Linked DNA regions of Anser cygnoides: region 1 is linked to region 2. A link is a contact called in public Hi-C data. All regions are on one chromosome and are shown on one strand. The core of a region is the stretch at or near the end of the contact, and the rest is flanking DNA. Distances in the headings are between cores, read along the strand shown.

Region 1 (3,750 bases), core at 577-3,076, 160 kb after region 2:
AAAAAAAACACGTTAAAAGCGAATCTGGAGGACGGGGGTTTTGGGGGATCCCCTCTCTCACTGCGCAGGCTGTAGCGGGGCAGACCCACAGCCCTGCGGTGCGGCCTGCAAGGGGGGGGGGGGCAGTTTTTTCTTTTTTCTTTTTTCTTTTTTTTTTTTTCCTTCCTTTCTCTCTTCCTTTCCCCAATCTTGAGAGCGAGAACGCCGCAGCAGCCAGCACATCTGCTCCGCTCCTAGCCAGCAGCCGGCAAAGCCCGGATTCCTGCAGCCGTGCCCCCCACCCGCCCGGCACCCCCCCGGAGCGCAGATTTCCACGAGCAAGAAGGTGACAAAGCTTTAAAGGGACTTACCTTGATGAGCGAGTGACAGCTCTCCCGATGGGAAGATGCTCACAGGAGCTTTTTTTTTTTTTTTTGGAAGGGGTAGGAGGAGAAAAGGGGGGCTGAGGACTATTCCTTCCCATTCTCCTTCCCCTCCACCCCCCCCCCCCCACCCCTCGCATGTGTGTGTGTGCCTGTGGCATCCGACGGAGCTGAGCATCAGGCTCCTGGCATTCAACAGCAAACGTTCAGCACAGATTTATACACAACATCCCCCCCCCCCCCCAAAAAAAAAAAAAAAAAAAAAAAAGAGAGAAAAACAACCCCAAACAACCCAACCCTAAAGAAACCTCGGAGAGGGCGAGGGGGCCGAAGCCCTTTCCCATCCCGGGACCGGCGGCGGAGGCAGGGAAGGGCATTTCGCGCGGCAGCGGGGACTTTTCGCCGATTTCTTTTTATTAAAGCACCCCCGAGCCCGTGTTTACATTGCGCAGTATAAACATCCTGCCCGGGCCCGCCGAGCTTAAAAGAGCGCACGAAGAGGGGGTTTAAAGTGGGTGAAGCTCCGCGCTGCGCCGAGCCCCCGGGGAGCGGCCGCCGCTTCCCTGCGCGCCCCGCGGAAGTTGCGCGCTGCCCCCGCGGGCCCGGCCTGCCGCGTCCCGGCCCCTTTCCCCGCGACACGCGTGGGGCCCTTCCCACTCCCCCCCGTGGTTTCCAGCAGAGGAGGCTCTTGGTGGTGGTGGTGGGGGGTGATGGTGACGGTGGGAATTTGGGGGGGGGGGGTGGAAATGGGGCAGGGCGGGGGGGGCTGCAAAGGGGGACCCCCCACGCACGGCCGCGGTCACGCGTGGCAAAGCCCCCCCCCCCCCGCTGTGCAGGCGGGGATGCGGCAGGGGCGGCGCGGAAAGGGCTCTTTAAAAGCTGCCCCCCGGCGGGGAGCGGGCGGCGGAGGGGGGCCGGGACAGGGCCGAGGGGGCCGCCCGGGAGGGCGTGGGGGAGCCGCTCGGGGCGGGGAGATGCTGGGGCGCTCTTACGTCTGTCAAGGAGCGGCAGACGGCCGCGGCGAGAGATAAAAAGTAAAAGGCGAGCGGCGGGGCCGGGGGCAGACTCGGCAGGCACGGCGATGGGAAGCAGCTCCCCGAGGCACCGGCCCAGCTAAACGGGGGGGGGGGGGCCCGGCGGGACGCGGACGGCGGCGGTGGCAGCCCGGGGGGCAGCGGAGGGGGCGGCTTCTCCCTCCGAGCACCGAGCCCGGCTTCTTTCTCCCCCCCCCCCCCCCCCCCCGCCCCGGCTGCCTCCCCCCCAGCCCTCCGCCTCTCGCTCGCCGGGCTCGGATTTAGGGATAAAGTGGGAGGAGGAGGGAAAAGGGGGGGGGGGGGGGGTCGCTGCCATTTGTTTAGCCGCCGAGGGGTGAAGTCTCCCGGTGGAAACAAACCCCGCCGGGAGGAGGAGGAGGAGGAGGAGGAGGAAGGGGGGCACAGGGAAGGGGGGGGGGGGGGCCGTCGCGGCGAGCCCCCAGCAGCGTGGCCTTTTGGGGGGGTGCGCGGGGGGGGGTGGCGGAGGAGGGCCGGGGCTGGCCGCCGCGGACCTGGCCGTAGATGACTGCAGAAGCGCAGCAGGCTCTGTCCTCTCAGCCCCCTCCTCCTCCGGCGCACAGCAGCTACGGCCCCATGTCCTCCGTGGCCGAGAAGCAGCCGCAGAGCTCGGCCATGGACGCCGCCCCCGGGGCCCCCCCCGGGCCGGCCGGCAGCGCTGCGGGCAGCGGCGGAGCGGCGGGCGGCGGCGGCGGCCCTAAAGCGAAGAAAACGAACGCGGGGATCCGGCGGCCGGAGAAGCCGCCCTATTCCTACATCGCCCTCATCGTCATGGCCATCCAGAGCTCGCCCTCCAAGCGGCTGACCCTGAGCGAGATCTACCAGTTCTTGCAGAGCCGCTTCCCTTTCTTCCGCGGCTCCTACCAGGGCTGGAAAAACTCGGTGCGCCACAACCTCTCGCTCAACGAGTGCTTCATCAAGCTGCCCAAAGGGCTGGGCCGCCCGGGCAAGGGCCACTACTGGACCATCGACCCCGCCAGCGAGTTCATGTTCGAGGAGGGCTCGTTCCGCCGCCGGCCCCGAGGCTTCAGGAGGAAATGCCAGGCGCTGAAACCCATGTACAGCATGATGAACGGGCTCAGCTTCAACCACCTCCCCGACAGCTACAGCTTCCAGGGCTCGGCCGGAGGGCTCTCGTGCCCCCCCAACAGCCTCTCCCTCGAGGGGGGCTTGGGCATGATGAACGGCCACTTGGCCGGCAACGTGGACGGGATGGGGCTGGCCGGCCACTCAGTGCCCCACCTGCCCGCTAACGGCGGGCACTCCTACATGGGCGGCTGCACCGGCTCCTCGGCGGGGGAATACCCGCACCACGACGGCTCCGTGCCCGCCTCCCCGCTGCTCGCCGGCGGCGGCGTGATGGAGCCGCACTCGGTCTACTCCAGCTCGGCCTCGGCTTGGGCTCCCTCCGCTTCGGCCGCCTTGAACACGGGAGCTTCCTACATCAAGCAGCAGCCGCTGTCGCCCTGCAACCCCACGGCCAACCCGCTCTCCTCCAGCCTTTCCACGCACTCCCTCGACCAGTCCTACCTGCACCAGAACAGCCACAACACCGCCGAGCTGCAAGGTGAGGCGCGGACACGCGTGGGGAGAGCCCCGAGCCCGCCGCGACGGCTCGGCCGGGGGCTGCCGGCGGAGCTGGGGGAGGGAAGGGGGTCGGGGACCGTTTTTAGGCATCCCCCCGCCGCGGGAGAGGCCGCCGTGCCCTCGCTCCTCGCCTCCTTTCCCGGGGGAACCGGCCGGCTCCACGGTGATGCTGCCCGGGCGGTTCGTGCCGTCGGGGTTCGCCCCGTCGCTGCTGCGGGGCCGGGAGCCGCCGAGCCCCGGGCTCCGCTCCCCCGGGGGCTGCCCCGGGCCTAGGACTGGTGGGCTCGGGCAGGAGCGGGGCTGCGGGAAGGTGAGGCCCGGGATGGGTGCCGGGGGTGCCGGGGCTCGGAGCGAATAGGTAGGAGAGGGCAGAGCGGTGGGGACGGGGCAGGGAAGGGGCGAGGGGGGAGGACGAAGGGGTGCCGGCAGCCCCACAGCGACTGACGGGGAGCTCGGCTCCGGTCTTCAACCTCTATCGAGGCCTTAGGGTTAGGGTTATCGAGGGCTCCGGAGGCTCCCAGCGACGTCGGAGGGAGAAATGGGGGGGATTTCCCCACCGGGGTGCCCGCCACCCGGTTCCTCCCGACTCCGGCCCCCACCGCCCCCGCGACCCGCTCCTGCCGGGGCTGTGTTTTCCTCGGGGCTGTGTTTTCCAGGCCCGCCGCCTCCCTCCGGCCTCCGCTCCTCCGCCCATGCGGAAGTCGGAGGCTGGGGCTCCCCGCGCCCCGCAGCCTCGGCCCGGCCTCGGC
Region 2 (3,513 bases), core at 49-2,548:
ATCCATCACCGGGGGGCTTTGGGGAAGGGGAGCCATAAATTCTGCTGAGGCGAGGGGTGGGTGACACCCGAATTCTTCTCTCCCATCCATCAGCCTGCTCCCCCGGGCAGCCCCTTTCTTTCTTGGCGGATTCCTGGTCTTTCTGAGCATCAGTTAGTTTTTTTTTTTTTTGGTTTTGTTCTCTTTTCTCCCATGCTAAGGCTCCCTGCGATGCTGAGGTTTGACACCCGAGGTGGTTCTGAGTGAGGTGTTACGGGGCAGGAACCAGGCTCCCAGGGCTGTGGTTTTCCTTAGGAATACTTACAAGCAGGCGTTAATTCATGAAGCCTTGGGGAAAGTCAAGTGCAAGGCACGTGAGGGAGCTTGCCCGCAGCTGGGCTGCAAACCCTCCTGGTGCAGCAGGCAGTGACGTTTCTGGCTTGGAAAAGCCAAATTCGCTTCAAGCTGGCAGGAAAAGAAGCAGATTTAAAACAGAGGCTGTTACTTTGCCTTCCAGCCCAGCAAACCCTGGTCTGTGGCAGTGTGGGATGGAGCCAGATAAGATCCATGCCCGCTGTGGTTCAGGAGAGGGTTTTGAGACACAGGGATACTTCTGGAGACAAGCTGTTTTAAGAGCCTCAGGGGACAGGAGAGAGCAGGAGAAGCTGGAGCCCCTAAATCTGCTTCAGTGCCCATGGTTGGGATCTGAGGGTCTCCTCCTCCTCCCCGCTGTCACCACAGGTAGGAATTGTCCCAGTGAGGAACCTGCTGGTGGCGACGTCCCCATGTCCCCCCCCGTCCCCAAATCGCAGCGCCTGGGGCTGGGTTAGGCACCGTGCATCACACGGGTGCTCTCGCCTAGCTGCTAACGTGACCCGCAGATTCTGCCCCTTTATCAATAAACAACAGCAGGCAATATTAAACCCAGCTGAGCCGTGTCACGGGGGTTATCAGGGGACAGACAGTAGTTCCTTCAGCCAGAACAGCAAAGGTCTTTGGGTTAAAAGCCAAGGGTCAGCTCCGCCACTGCCTCATGTGGCATGGATTAAATCAAAAATTATCTTGAGTGGCATTGCTGCAAACTAGCTGGGGCATTAATCTGGAACCTCGGCTGCTCGGGGCATAAATCACCCGGCCTGGGTGTCGGGTGGGCTTGTGGAGGGGCTGCCGTGCCCGTCCCGCATGCAGCATGAAGCAACGCTCCCCCCTCGTCGTAAATCCGTCCCAGAAAATTGAGCTGAGCTTCACGCCTTGGGAGAAATGCTGGGTTTTTGGGGCACCGCTGGCTGCAGCTGGGAGCAAGGTGCTGCCCTGCGGTGCTTGGGGAGCCCAGAAAGCTCTCACCGAGCTCCAGGAAAAGCAACGTCAGCCTCTGCCACCCCCAGCGAGATTTCTGAGCGCTCTCAAATTCACAGCTCTCCCCCTTTAGTAGATAAATTCATCACAGTAGAGACAACCCTGCGTTTTATTTATCCTATTTCTCCAAATTCGATAAGTTTCGCTTAAAGATCATGCACAAGAGGGAATTCCTCAGGGCGCTTTTGACCCTCTAAACTTTCCCTCGCTCAGAGCTCCCGTTTTAACTGGTGAAATTACGTCTGGGGTTGTATTTTATTTGTTTATCTCCGGGCTAAGTTACTGGCACCGAGGGAGCCAGCTGAAGCAAAATCCATCAGATCTCAAAGACTTTTGCTCCGTGCCTCCAAGAAGCAAGCCAGTTTTCACTTTGTTTTCAGCTAACTACGACGAGCAGGGATGAAAAACTGTAAGCGTGCCCGGTGGGATGCAACTCTTCCATGCTATTCCCAAAGAGCTCCAGCTGGGGGCAGCAGCAATTTTTTTTTCCTGCCAAAAAGTAAAACTCAGATAAAAGCGCCAGCCCCCCTCAAAAAAAAAAAAAAAAATCCCTAGAAATGATATTTATCAGCAATTTTCTGGAAAGCTCAGGTGTGTTTCTTGAAAATGAGATAAAAAGTAATTATTGGTTCCTAAAAAGGAGGGAGGGAAGAAGGGGTGTAGAAAAAAACCACCGTATTTGAAATAAAAGCAAGGAGACCTGATAAAAGAGTGCCTTGGGATGGAGGTGTTGGTGGAGACGGGGTGTGCTGAAAGGGCACTTGAAGCTCCCTCGGAGCTATCAGGTGCTGTGGGGGTGTAATGACCCCCAGGGGAACCAGCTTTCGGCGGCTGCTCACGCCGCCCTGATGCTCCCTGCCTTGCAATACCCCCCTAACCCTGCTGTGGGTAGAATAAGACCTGGTTTTGGTTGGAAAACTGAGACGATGGGAAATGTGAGCCCACGCTGATGGGCTCATGAGCTCCGTGGGGCATTTCCCACCAACTCCTGCTCTGGCTGCCCTGAGCCCCGGTGGCCCCAGGCCATGTGTTATGCTTACCAGGTGGATATCCTCGAAGATTTGGGGTTTTTCTTTCGTTTTCTTTTGATGCTGGTTGACAGTGGCACTGAACTGCTGGCACCGAGCACTGAAACCAACGGCTGTGCCTACCTCTGCACTTTTGCTGAGTGCGGCTTTAGGTTGAGTGAAGGCTATGCAGAGAAGGCTATGCCTTTATTTTGGTGAATCCCTGAGCAAATAGCTATGAGTTCTGTAATTAAAGTGATATTGTGATGGTGATATTTCAAATAGTGAAAACAAACTCTGAAAGAGGGGAGCATCGCGGGTAGCGTATTTTCCCCATCCCTTGCCTTGTTCCAGGTGTTTCTCACAAGTTTGCACCGTCCTTTAAGCCATCCTTTTTCTCTGCAGCAGCATCTTCTTTATAAGATCTTCTCTTGGCCTCTGCAGCCATCTGTCAGAAGGTTTTGTGTCCATGGGATTAGGAAGGAGAATGATGATTTTCCATCCCCACTTTTTCATTGTGGTAACACTGACCCCAAAGAAAAAAAGAAAAGAGATAAACTCTGATATAATGCAAATCTGACTCCTCTTAAGGCTTCAAAATTCCCCAGAAGGACCATTCCTGACCTGGGAACCACCACACCCCTGGTTCATCAAGCCCTTGGTGCCTGTGGTTTGTCAGAACCAGGCTGGTGGGGACATGGTCTTGGCAAGAGGTGACAGCTTGGTCCCTGGGACCCCGCTCTGCCTGCTCCCCCTGGGTGCCTGGAAGCCCTGAGCTCTCCAGAAGTGCCCTGCTCTGTGACTTAAGGGAGATGCTTGGTGTGCTTTGCATGCTTTTCTTTTATTCTTATTTTTTTTATATGCCAGCAACCTGGAAAGGATCCAGCACAGTTCTCCCACCGTGACCACGGACCTGGGGCTTGTATGATTTGCATGGAGAGCCTGGGATGCTGGGCTTTTTGGGGTGGGTTTGTTGCTAGCCTGCAACAGGAGGAGTTATGAACTTGAGGGAGTCAAGCTGTGCTGGGAAATAGCAGGATCACAGTGTCCACAATTTCAGAATGGGCTTTAGAAAGAAATTAATCTTTGGGAATCTTTGGGAACAGCTCTGTGAAAAAATGTTGCTTTACTCTTGGCACTGTTACACTGCCGGAGGAGATTTGGGTGAATT

Evidence for each region. Hi-C and Micro-C count contacts between places; a contact is called where the count stands out from the background.
Region 1: a contact with region 2 is called in a Hi-C map of liver, with 4 times the contacts expected there. The contact joins the promoter of FOXF1 here to the enhancer-like site in region 2. A contact is called at or near these places in 4 of 7 Hi-C or Micro-C datasets (fetal liver, granulosa cells and liver).

The regions. Positions count from the first base shown.
Region 1 is chr12:3,079,844-3,083,593 of Taihu_goose_T2T_genome, forward strand. It overlaps FOXF1 (forkhead box F1), which reads left to right and starts at 1,827. Exons shown (of 2, transcript XM_048075143.2): 1 at 1,827-2,981. The coding sequence starts at 1,919.
Region 2 is chr12:2,918,228-2,921,740 of Taihu_goose_T2T_genome, forward strand. No RefSeq gene overlaps it. Among named protein-coding and RNA genes, the nearest start is that of IRF8, 66 kb to the left of the region's middle. Within about 2 kb of position 1,299, at least 1 of the 3 cell types and tissues checked has open chromatin away from gene starts, as enhancers often do. A contact at or near this core is called in liver, where this site is marked.